Regions from separate parts of the Zea mays genome. Here region 1 is linked to region 2. The links are chromatin contacts, called in public Hi-C maps. All regions are on one chromosome and are shown on one strand. Each heading gives the region's core, a stretch centred on a gene start, on an enhancer-like site or on the middle of the called end of the contact. The rest is flanking DNA. Distances are from core to core; before and after follow the strand shown.

Region 1 (5,943 bases), core at 364-2,863, 170 kb after region 2:
TCGCTAGGGAAAAAATCATTTCTGTTACTACCGAGGCTTTCCCGGTAGACGTCTTTATCCTTAACGCCTGGCGTGTGAATCATATGTAGAATGGCTAAAGCCATCACACCAGCGGCGGGACGAGCACCGTTGAGTTTTAAGATAGGCATGCAAAACCCTGGATTCATGCGCACCAATAGCCGTGACACGATAGGGAGCGTTTTTTTAACTGAGAAAAAATGGATGAGGAGCTCCTCTCGGCCACGAGTCCATGACTCCAAGCCAGGAAGAAGGACGTGACCATCGCGCTCGGCAGGCGGTAACCCATGAACGTCTCGCGAGTTTTTTTCAACCGCAGAAAGTTCCATACCACTTTTTTTTAATCTTTTTCGAGGAACGAATGAAGAACAATAGATCTATCCTACTTAAAAATGCATACCATGTTTGCGTAGAGGGCAAATCGAAGACTGTCGCGTAGGACAGTTCGGTTAGGCCGGTGACCTGCCGACTTGATGGAAAGTTGATGCAGATCTGATCGAGCAGCAACGTCGAGGTAGAGCGTGCTGATAACGTGTTGAGAATTACGTTACCACGGATCACCAGATCCGCTCCCTTCCCTCCCGTCAGCAGTAGAGGCGCAAGAAGATGTAGAGAACCCGTCTCCCTTCCCATAAGCACGACAGAGGAAACACACGACACACTGGATATATGGTTGGGCCTCTGACCTCTTTCTGATCTCTATTCCATATGAGGGGTACATGTTCTATATATAGAGACACGATAACCCTCAGAACTATATTTGGTATTTGTCCACATAACCCTTCATTAGGATTTCTCAACAAAAACAATCAATATTGTGATCTTGACGTTTTATTTGGGCGATGATGAAGTTTGCTCGAGTATAGATAAGAGGAGATCCAACTTAGTGTCGTTGTAGCCATCAAACTTTTGAAGCTTATTATTAGCTACAGAAATCCTATAAAATTATGCTTTTTAGTTTTCTATATTAACTCGGCCTTTTGAAGTTTTTGGAATTTTCAAAAGCTAAACTAAAAAGCTAGTCGATTTCTTGAGGGTGCGTATGATTTGGCTTTTGGCTTTGACTTGTACTCCCTAAAAGACAAAAGTCAAACCAAATGGCTGAATCTGGAAAACAACTTTTTTCTAAAAGCCGATTTTTTTGTAGTGTAAAACTGAAAGCACTTCTTGACCTGCTTTTAGCAGCTTTCAAGTGGAACTGTGAAAATATATATGAAAGAATTTTTAGTGGCTTTGGGTAATTTCCACGAAACGATTTTTAGTTTTTTAGCAGTTTATAAGTCATAACAGCTTTTTTTATAGCTCACAGCTTTTTTCACGATCACATCCCAACCAAACAGACCCTGAGATTGTGACTTTGTGAGTGACTTTCATGGTGAGCCCAAAAAAATTCAACACAACAGGAGACTAGCACGCAGCTGCCGCTGGTACATGGATGCCCGTGCACTGTCAAGTGTCAACTTGCGTTCAGCCCATGGAGGAACATTCCAGTCCGGTCCATCCGGGCCCACTTGTCATCTGACTCAGTGTGTGTGAGTGGGCTACTAGGCGTCTTCCACTCTTCCTCTCCTTTCCAGACCCCAGAGCCAGAGATCAACCACCTGCGGCGGCGATGGGGATCGGTGAGCACTTCGAGGGCGTGAAGCAGCACTGGGCGAGCAACTTCGCCTTCCTCGACTACTACAAGAAGGTCTACGGCCGCGCCGAGCCCCTCCCCAAGTGGTCCGACGCCGACGTCGACGAGTTCATCGCCTCCGACCCGGTCTACGGGCCCCAGGTCGGCGCTCCCATCCGTTCGCCTCCTCCCCCTTCCTCCTCGTCGCCTCTCGTATGACTGACCACCGACGCGGTTTCCGCAGCTCAAGGCCCTGCGGGAGTCGAGGAAGTTTGCGCTCGCCGGGGCCTTCGCCGGCGCCGCCCACCTCGGCGGCGTCGCGCTCAAGTACTCCAAGGCGCCGCACGGTACGACCCACGGGGCGCCATTGCAGCTACCAGATCGGTTGTGCCAGGCCGTTTATGTTTTGTTGCTGTTGCTCATCGTCGGCATTTGTGGGTGGGTGCCTGTGATTGATTGACTGCAGGCGTCGTGCTGGCGACCGGGTTCGGGGCGATCACGGGCGCCGTGCTGGGGTCCGAGGTGGCGGAGCACTGGTACCAGCTCTACAAGATGGACAAGCAGGGGGCCAACCTTAGGTTCATCTACTGGTGGGAGGACAAGGTCTCAGGTCCGTCCTGTCCCCCGTGCCATCTTGTCCTCTCTGACGATCCAGTTCCTGTTTAGTGTACGTGGTTAATTCTGGTGAGGATGTCATGTCCTACTTGCAATTGCGGATTACAATGTTGAAATGATGATGTGGTCGTGTCAGTTTCAGCGCGAGTAGCACACAGCTAATCTTACCTTGTGATATACTATGCAAATTCCGTGAGACACTAAGCTGGACTATCAAGTGCCAAAGACTGCTTCCTGCAGTGCAAATTGTTGGATAGATATATAAATTTGTGTTCAGTACATACATAATTGCCTCTAATGTAGTCCTTGCTTTCAAAAGTTTCTGCTTGAAGTTTATGATGACGAGTGTAACCAGTGGTGCTGGACAAGGCATTAAAACACCTCCTATGTAGGTTGTTGCCATTAGTTGCTTAGGCTTCTGATAGTTTTTTGCTCGTGTGTTTCTTTCCCGTGTGTGGTGCTGTTAGTATCGTACTAAGGTGCCAGGTGGCCTAGGGGAGTTGGTTCTGCCTCTTCTTTGGTTCTTTTATCTCTGATTAATTAAGGAAACAACAATTGATTTGTGGGTTAAGATTGATTATGTTTATGATTCTCCTTCGAGTGAATTTATAATATTAAAGTATAGGATGCAGTTCTGTCATTTTCAGCGTGAGTTCACTTGCCAATACACACGATTGAAATCAAGCAACTGCATGATTCTGGTACATTAGTTTTTCAGGTTTGTATTATCCTTTTTTAGGTCATCCTACATATTGATTCTGGTTTTACCCATGTAATGGCACGATAGGGGATTACAACTGTTAAAACTATTAAAAGTACAGGGTGGAGCTGTGTTAGCTTCAGCGCGTTTCTACTTGTTAATACAGTTGATTGCAGTAGGCTCTCTCTAGCAGTTTTTCCTTTTTGGTGTACATGATTGGGGATTTCTTGTTTGTTCTAATTCTTCCTTTTTTTCCCTTCCATGAACAGGACAGAAGAGCTGAACCATGTTGAATTGAATGATGCCTATTTGAGCATTCCAGTTTGACAAAAACATTGATGTCTATTATCTGTAATCCTTATTGTTTTGTTTTGTTTCCTAGTTTTTCTCTAATAAGGTGCGTATCGGTTGTGGAAACCAACTGGACGATGTATTTTTCATCTCTGTCAGTAGTGACATTTATCCTTAGTACTTACAATGTTTATGGTCAATCTGGTGCAAACAGCAAATCCTCTCCGTTTTCAAGGTATGGTTTCTCAAACTACTATTTTCCTGTCAGTAGTTATAACCTCAGAAATAAGAATACCATGATCATGTTGCAATTATTGTTGTATCTGTTTCTTATATAAGGCTATGTATGTACTGTCATTGCCCCTTGGGTAGACGTGTACTCAACTGCACGGATGTTGCAATTATATAAGGCTATGTATGATTTTTTATTTAAATGTATCACCTTGATCTCTGTAAGCTGAAACTATGTGTCCATAGTTTTAAACCTATTGGCCCGATAGATTTAATGCTTAGAAATGAACACAAACATAGATATATTTCCGTTGATAAGGAAGAAATAGCACATCATCAGATCTCCTCAATAGACAATATTTCTTCATTCTGGAGAAGTAAAAGGCACGACGACACAATACCAGGGGCACTCCTGAAGGGCTTATCTAAGGCCTACATGATACGAATAATCGAATATGATACACCAAAGCAGCAGAACAACCAACCCATTACAGACTTTATTGACTGTATGTATTACACACTAGTAGTAATCAACAGAAGGAGCCCCCAGGCTGTTTGTTATTACGGTCAGAAGGAGTAGCCCATCTCTGAACCCCTACAGCTAGAATAGCCACTCAGTACAGTCAGTGGGTTACTACTGATCACCTCTTCTACCAGTGGGACTGTGCTAAAACGCCCATTCTGCTGGTCCGCTACCACCATGCCTACGTCAAGCAAACTACTCTGCTCTACTATCTGCATCAGGTTCATAGCGTCAGTACAAGACCTGAACGAAGTTCATAGCTCAGAGTGAACTGACAGAAATCTGACAGTTGCTTATCATGATGTATAGGAATGAAACCTGAAGTTTGTACCACAGAGTGAGCTGACAGTTGGAAAATACCTTTTCCTGGAGAATCTCGTTGGCAGCTTTCAACATGCCTTCCTGCGTACACGCAGACACTTTTAGTGAGGTAAATGGGTGCTGAAAGCCTCGGGTCTTCGTAGAGTTAATATGTACAGGGTTTTGACATGCCTTGCTTTTCAGTGCTTGGATCTCTTGAGCCATTATCTGCATCTGGTAGGCAGGGTACAGTTTTAGCGAAGCCTGAAACATTTTTTTTTAAAAAGATGCATTTGGCTGGTGAATTACCTTTGCAGAGCGGGTGTTGTACATCCATATCTCCAAGTACCTCTCTAGGGCGTTCAGTTCGTCAACATTCATGTGCTCGTTCGCCCTGTTCCCGTAGATGTACCTACCCAAAACAATGCTTCCTTGTCAGAATTGTTTTCTTTTTCTTCTGAAGCAGGTTGATTTCCTCAGTCAAAGCTGTGAGTAACAAACAATTTACCTCAGTCCCTTCTGAAGCAGGTTGATTTCCTGTTGCAGCACCGTGGTTTCATGTTTGGGGTCCTGGCAGACATGGACATGGCCAAAGCTTTTAGGAAGGCAGGGGAGAGCAGAGGACATGATGCCGGCCGGCAAGTTGGGAGGGGTGGGCTACCGCTACTGACCATCCTGTTGTGCCTGCCGCAGCCGTCGGTCGTCGCTTCTCCGGCGCTGGCAGCTTTGTACCTCTCGATCAGCTCCTCCATGGTCCTGCACGCACGCACCGCCAGCTCAATCATCATCATCGGCCAGCAGACTAGCAGAGCAGAGCACATGCATGCAATGCATGTTGGACGGCGTACCCGGTGGTGGCGAGGTCGTAGAGCTTGCCGTGCGCAGAGAAGACGATGATGCCGACGCTGGCGTCGCAGAGGACGGAGAGCTCCCGGGCCTTCTTGAGCAGCCCCGCGCGGCGCTTGCAGAATGTCACCTGCCGGTGCACCGGGTTCTCGACGCGCCGAAGCTGCACCTTGCCCCGCGCCATGGACGGTCGGTGCCGGCGGTGGATCGGTGTCAGATTGGCTAGTAAGTAGTAACTCTGGTGAACTAGAGCTGGCGGGGGCGGCAGCAGCAGCAGAAGAAGCTTGTCTCGTCTTCCCCGATCGATCCCTGCACTCAACCTCCCACTAGTTTGGACTAGCTTCGAGGTTGGCGAGGGTATCCTTCCCTTTGTGCGGCTATGTCCTCTCTCTCTTGTTGCTCAGCCACCACAGGCCCCTGGTGCATATATATGGCCTGGCCAACCAGCAGCTCTGCCTACAGGCTAGTCCCATGGATTGATGGAAGAAGAATAATCAAATCCCATACGAATCTCTTGCCTGCTTTACACCTGTTGCCATTTAACGTTTGTTTGGCTCGCATCAGGGCATGCACGCACCTAAAATTCTCCTTTTCAAAACAAAAAAAAACAAATGTCTGAAAAATTCTCATGTCTTTTTGCGCTGTCTCTCTCTCTCTCACAGCAGCCATGCTGACTGCTGTATGCATGCACTCGTGGCGGATGCATACCGGTATGATGGCACAGTTTGATGAATGGAGTCAACTCGTGGCCGATAAAGAGAAGAGAGAGAGAGAGAGAGAGAGTTCAAGTCAAGATGCGTGGCA
Region 2 (6,896 bases), core at 1,497-3,996:
GATATGACAATCTTTGTGTTCAAATCGTGTTGATTTTCTACCTCACCTTTTGAACTGTTTAAACTTGTCTAAAGCTTCTGATCCTACCTTAAAAGGGGTAAATATAATCGTAGCAAGAGTAGTCATCTGTAAAGGTTATGAACAAGTCAAAACCCATCTATTGTCCTAACTGGAAAAGGACCACAAATGTTTGTATGAATAATTTTAACACTCTCATACTGTGCTTGCAATCTCTGCATTGCTCTAAGTCTGTGAAGTCTAGGTGATGGAGAATCTGTCCCTTAACAAGGCATTATATTTTCTCCCCCTCGAAATATGGCCCAAACGATAGTGCCATAATTTCGATGAGGTCTCTCCATCACTTTATTTTCTTTCTCCTGCCACTATTGGCTGGATTGTTTTCTGGTGTATCTAAGACGTTAACATCATCACTATGCAAAGATAAATAAAGCATGTCTCGACGGATAGCGAGACCAACATCTTTATTATCAAATTGAATAACATACAATCTCTATCACCAAAGTGACAGTGGATGTGTTGATTGTCTAATCTTGAAACTGAAATTAAGTGTCTACTTGCTTTCCGTTAACCACTGTAATTGTTTTTCGGCCCACTGGGAGCCTTAGGTTTGTACGGAATTGCATTCTGTAGTAGCTATTGTAGGAATTCTGGGCATTTTCTATTTTCTAATGCCATGTCTTCTTGTAGTAGAGGCAGGTCTCAGGGGGGTCTGAGAAACTGTCTGATTGTGGCTTGTAAAAGCCTGGTGATCATGCTTGATCTTATTCTTGAACTTTTCTTAGAGTTCTTGTTCTGTTTGGGGATATTTAGTTTGGGAAGATTAATAGAATCACTTCTTTGACTCATCAACCTTTCCACCTTCTGGACACACTGTGCCATGAGTTGATCTATATTGCACTTGTCCTTTACATTGTTGTTATACTAAACATGAAATGTCTCATATTTTGGAATAGGACCCTCAATAGGGTCCTGGATGAGACTTATTGTGATCAAATATATTACACTTGGATCTTTTCCAGTTGACCTTATCGATGTTCTACTGCGACATCTTAAGGTCATACTGAGGTGAGCCTACTGTACGTAGGCTTAGTGGGTTTCTCATAACCATAATGAGTAATCTATCTCACACATCATTTCAATTTGTTCCTGCCATAAGTGGTAATAAATACTATGTAGCAACTTAATCTGCCTTATCTGACCAACTAGTAGGCCAGTATGTGCACTTTAGCAAAGTAAAACAAAAAATATTTAGGACATCTGAAGTAAATACTGAAACATAGAACTTGCATGAATTAAATATTTGACATTGGTCAAATAATAACCATGTCTGATCTACAAAATTTTCTAGTTCTTAAAATTCTAAACCATCGTTGGATGATCTAGAAAACTTAATTCTTGTATAAATGGCAACAATATTCAACATTGGTCAAAATATTCAATCATCACAAAAAATCTGAATTTTTATGCACTTAATGAGAATTAATCCACATAGGCTTCATAATAAACAATAATGCATAGAAAAACAAATAATAACATGGTTCTGATACCATTGTTAGATTCTATGGTTTTTAGGATCGATTACTAAGTCCCTAGAATACCAATCCGTAATTGGAATAAAAACCTCGATTGTTGGAGAGTTGTCGTTGTTGCCATCTTCATTCCGTTGCTCTGCAGAGAAGCAGCAGGTATCGGGATCCGAGCCGCTGTAGGTTGTCGCGTTTCCAGACACTCCGACGCTTAGGCGATGGGGGCCTTTAGGGACTAGGGTTTTGGGGCGAGGTACTAGTGTTAGTCTTTCCTGTGACCCCTTAGTCCTATATTTATAGCGTCGTGTGCCTGGGGGCTCCAATCGAGGTTAGCATGGGCTCTTCCGATCAAGGGCCCGATTAAAGAGACGGTTAATTAGGTTAAGCTCAATCCGGTCTTTATTGACCGGCTGTAGGGGACACACCCAACAGTCCCCAGCTGTCATATATAAGCATGTCCTTATTAGCTCATACATGGGAAGATTATATTTCATGATTAGCAACACTAGTCTCGTCTCCCATTCCTACCCTCTCTCTAGTTCATCACCTTCTCACTCTACTAGAACCCACCCAAGATCAACAAGGAATGGCGGCCCAGGATGCACACTGCTCGCCCTGGTAGTGGGCCCAATACGTGCATGGACAGGACGTAAAAGCGCGCGGCGGTTGGGTGCCTGTGCGGTGCTCCGTACTCCCAACCTGCCTGCCGCCAATCGTATCAAGTGCGGCGGTCTAGTGGGTACCGATGCCGTGTTGCATGCACTGCACACTGCACACTGCACGTACTACTCATTCTTTTTTGAGAGAGAGAGATAGAGGAAAGCAGCTAGCCTGTTCAGTGCACGTAAATTTCTCCTCTAGCGGGCCTACCGGCATGGGTTTGAAGCCCACCTACTCCACAGCTGGTCCAAAACTGTGAGGACATTTACATGTTTACAGCCCATAATACGCCCTCCGCCCCTCCCTATTAGGCTGGGCTGTGCTGGGCCGTCCCGCCCGCCAACTGCTTTTCTTCCTGGATTTCACTTTGGTATAATATCACTCAATCTCTCAGCACATCACGTGATCCTCAAAAGAAGAGAAAAAAAACACTTTACGTACGACTTTACGAGCGTGTTGCTAGCAAAGCAATCTAGCAAGCAAATGGCGGCGCCTCTTAACGTCTCTCATCTCGAAGCGAGCGCACGCCTGCAAATGAAGCTACCCTCCCCCTTTTCCCGCGTCGCACTCGCAAGCAACCGCCAATTAGTCCGCCATGCCCACGTACTATGCAAATCAAACTGTAGGCGTACGTACATACGAATACGATCGGCAGCAAGCGGTCGCGAGCTTTTCGATGTGTGATCTACTCTTGGACTACTGCTATCTCTGCATTGTGCCCCTCGTCTCACTTCGATCCTGCCTGCTTGCTAAGTGAGATCGATCGAGCCCATCGGTGATGGACGACGACGACCTCCACGGCAACGGCAAGAACAAGCCGCTGCCGCCGACGCGGCGCCGCTGCTACTGTTGCAGCTGCACCACGGCGGCCACGCTGCTCATGTTCCTGCTCACCAACGCCGTCTCCGTCGCCGTCGTCTCTTCCGGCGCCGGGTCCTCCCTGCTCCGCCGCTACGGCGGCGGCTACAGGCCCGCCGCCACCATCGTCCGCCTCTGGGACGGCTCCGCGGCGCTCCACGCGGACCTCAACGCCACGCAGGCCGCGCTCGCCGCCGGCCGCGCCGACCTCGCGGACCTCCACGCCCGCGTCCGCACCGCCAACGAGCTCCTCCGCACGCTCCTGCACGCCATGCGGGAGGAGCTCTCCGCCACTGGCGGCGGCGAATGGAAGCGCGAGCCCGCGGGCGAGCTCAGGCTCGCTGTCGGTGTCGGCCCGCGCCACCACGATGTGACCGAGGCTGCGGTCCCGGTCCTGGGCCACGCGTGCGTCCGCGTTCAGGACGATCTCGAGCGCTACATGGACTACGCACCCGGCGGGGAGTGCCCGTCAGACGAGCAACTCGCGCACAGGCTCATGCTCAGCGGCTGCGAGCCGCTGCCGCGCCGCCGCTGCCGCCCGCGCTCGCCCAAGGGGTACCCGCAGCCGGCGCCGCTGCCCCGGAGCCTGTGGACCACGCCACCGGACACCACCGTCGTCTGGGACGCGTACGCGTGCAAGAGCTACTCGTGCCTCGCGGCCGCCCGCGGTAACATCACTGGCTGCGGCGGCGACGGCGACGGCGGATCATGTTTCGACCTGCGGCGCGGGCGGGGTAGATGGGCGCGCGACGACGGCGCGCTGTCCTACTCCATCGACGCCGTGCTCCGGGCGCGTCCCAACGGCACGGTGCGCATCGGCCTGGACCTCGGCGGCGGCTCCCCCTCCGGCACGTTCGCCGCGCGGATGCTGGAGCGCGCGGGGGCCACCGTGCTCACCGCGGCCGTCGACTCCGGCGCGCCGTTCGGCAGCTTCGTCGCGTCGCGCGGCCTCGTGGCGCTTCACGTTACCCCCGCGCACCGGCTGCCCCTGTTCGACGGCGCCATGGATATCGTGCACGCGGGGCATGGCCTCGGCGCCGGCGACATGCTGGAGTTCGCGCTGTACGACGTGTACAGGGTGCTCAGGCCCGGGGGCTTGTTCTGGCTGGACCACTTCGTCTGCGCCGCCATGCAGCTGAACGCCACGCTCGCGCCGATGCTGGATCGCGTCGGGTTCAGGAAGCTGCGGTGGAACACCGGCCACCGGGGAAAGGAGAAGGACCAGTGGTACGTCTCGGCGCTGTTGGAGAAGCCCATGACATGACGAGCGACAACAATGTGTTTGTCCTAAGAAAATTGTGGTTGCAATAATCCTATTTATTAAGTTATATTATATATATATATATATATATAGTTTATATATTAAGAGCCCTACGCTTCCAATAATAGAGGAAGCCCAGGTTCGGACGGTGCAATGTCGAGCCGGACCAGGTCTGAACGTCTATAAAACAGGACCCGGAGTACTAGGGTTCAGTTTTTTACGCTCCACTCTGATTCATTAGCGACGCCGCGTGACACGATGACGGTTGCCCCAGAGCATGCGCGGCGATGGACCCCCAGCCGGTGACCGCAGCTCCATGACATCGACACACGGTGGCGGAGGTTCCTCGATCCGGAGTAGTGGCGGCGGTTCCCAGGTCGGTGGCGGCGGCTCCCCGATCCAGAAGGCGAGCGACAGCGGGGCCCTTGTGCGGGCAAGCGACGGCGGCGTCCCCGAGGCCCCGAGGAGGTGGCACTTCCAAGACCGGCAAGCAAGCGGCGCCCGTCGACGTATGAGGCGCGAGGTTCGAGCGAGCGGCGTCACGGAAGGCGCGAGATGCGCGCAGCGATGATCGCGCGTGACATCCTCCGATCCGGCGCAGTTTCGGCGGCCCGAGTGACAACCTACATTTGTGCTTGTGTTATTGACGACGTCCTCCGGCCACTACCTCCTTCGATTCGTGTTTTCTTTTCGATTATTGTGTTTCATGCCTACCACATGTATTATTTACGCTAAAAACTGTACGATTTTATGCTTGAACATGGAGTTCGTATATCAGTTTACTGCATGCACATTGGAAAGGCAATTCCTTGATTTATGATGTTCGTAATTTACGCGTATGCAATGGAAACTTTCACGATTTTGCCATAATTTTTGGATCTGTATAAAAATAAAAACTGCATGCATACGACTGCCATGTTTTTCGGATTTGTCATAAAAATAGGATCGTAATAACAACCTACTAGAGCTATCAACCTTTCACATTGACTCGGTATTTACGCTTATAATTGAGGGATTTTATGCTCAAAAAACTTAAGGTTTTACGCTCTACCCGGAGATGCGTCCACTAGTGAACAACATGTCAGATTTTTTTACGTAGTGTAACGAATTGCATAAATACATACACCGTGTAGTATAATTTTTATCAGTATATATCATAAACTAGTTCTAATGCGTTTAGCTGCATGGCTGTTGGAGGGATCCTATATTTATGAAGGAAATAAAATATTAAATGCGATTTTTTGTTTCTATGCATGCAATTAATTTCCTTTCATTGCATATTATTTCCATCATAAATTTGTATGCATGCAGCTGGTAACAGATTTTTATGCAGTATACTGAATTGCATAATTATCTACACAGTGTAGCATATTTAGTATCAGTATATATCATAAAATGATCATTACGAGTCTAGCTGCATGGTTGTTGCAGCGATTCTAAATTTATGGAGGAAATAAAGCATTTAAAATAGAAACCGCCACACATATCTTTCCTAAATTTACGCGCACGCAAGAGAACGTGTTTGACCCATGTATGCATTTTGCCATAATTTTTGGATCTATATAAAAATAGAAACCGCATGCATGCGGCTGCCATGTTTTTCGGATCTGCCATAAAAAATGATCATAATAACAAACTACTAGAGCTATCAACCTCTCACATTGGCTCGGTATTTACGCTTATAATTAAGGGATTTTATGCTCAAAACTTAAGGTTTTTACGCTACAACCCGGAGATGCGTCCACCAGTGAATAACATGCCAGATTTTTTACGCAGCGTACCGAATTGCATAAATACCTACACCGTGTAGTATAATTTGTATCAGTATATATCATAAACTAGTTCTAATGTGTTTAACTGCATGGCTGATGGAGGGATCCTATATTTATGAAGGAAATAAAACATTAAATACGATTTTTGTTTCTATGCGTGCAATTCATTTCCTTTCATTGCACATTCTTTCCATCATAAATTCGTGCGCATGCAGTAAACTTAATTGCATAATTATCTACACAGTGTAGCATATTTAGTATCAGTATATATCATAAAATGGTCCTTACGAGTCTAGCTGCATGGCTGTTGCAGCGATCCTAAATTTATGGAAGAAATAAAGCAATTAAAAATAGAAACTGTCACACATATCTTTCCTAAATTTACGCGCATGCAAGGAAACGTGTTTGACTCATGCATGCATTCCTTTTTTGCGCGCATCGAGCGGGTGGCGCACCCGACAGGCGGGTTGAGTCGGCGCGCTGGGTTAAACCACGTTGCAGGGTGGTCGGCCTGGGCTTCCTTTAACTACTGGAAGCCCAGGGCTCCCGTTATATATATATATATATATATATATATAGAAGAGGTAATGAAAGCCCTGGGCTTCACCTACTAATGGAAGCCCCAGCCAGGACGCGGTCGACCCAGCACCCACGCGTGCTTGCGTCAGCCATGCAGTCGACAGCCAAGAATCAAGGACGATAAGCGTAAGACAATATATATATATAGATAAAGATGCATAAACCATGCGTAAAGGAATCTTTTGATGCCCGAACCACGTGGAACGAATATGACACTGT

Evidence for each region. Hi-C and Micro-C count contacts between places; a contact is called where the count stands out from the background.
Region 1: a contact with region 2 is called in a Hi-C map of endosperm, with 5 times the contacts expected there. The contact joins the promoter of LOC100501513 here to the promoter of LOC103653138 in region 2. A contact is called at or near these places in 3 of 25 Hi-C or Micro-C datasets (ear, endosperm and tassel).

Annotation. Positions count from the first base shown.
Region 1 is chr4:40,787,802-40,793,744 of Zm-B73-REFERENCE-NAM-5.0, forward strand. It overlaps LOC100501513 (putative Rickettsia surface antigen family protein), which reads left to right and starts at 1,614. Exons shown (of 4, transcript NM_001196215.1): 1 at 1,614-1,795; 2 at 1,878-1,980; 3 at 2,100-2,243; 4 at 3,218-3,454. The coding sequence starts at 1,631. The coding sequence ends at 3,231. It overlaps LOC100282492 (MADS-box transcription factor 26), which reads right to left and starts at 5,524. Exons shown (of 7, transcript NM_001155401.2): 1 at 5,142-5,524; 2 at 4,965-5,049; 3 at 4,802-4,863; 4 at 4,603-4,705; 5 at 4,486-4,527; 6 at 4,354-4,395; 7 at 3,924-4,205. The coding sequence starts at 5,323. The coding sequence ends at 4,038.
Region 2 is chr4:40,617,268-40,624,163 of Zm-B73-REFERENCE-NAM-5.0, forward strand. LOC103653138 (S-adenosyl-L-methionine-dependent methyltransferase superfamily protein) reads left to right here and starts at 2,747. Exons shown (of 1, transcript XM_008680096.3): 1 at 2,747-4,545. The coding sequence starts at 2,986. The coding sequence ends at 4,329.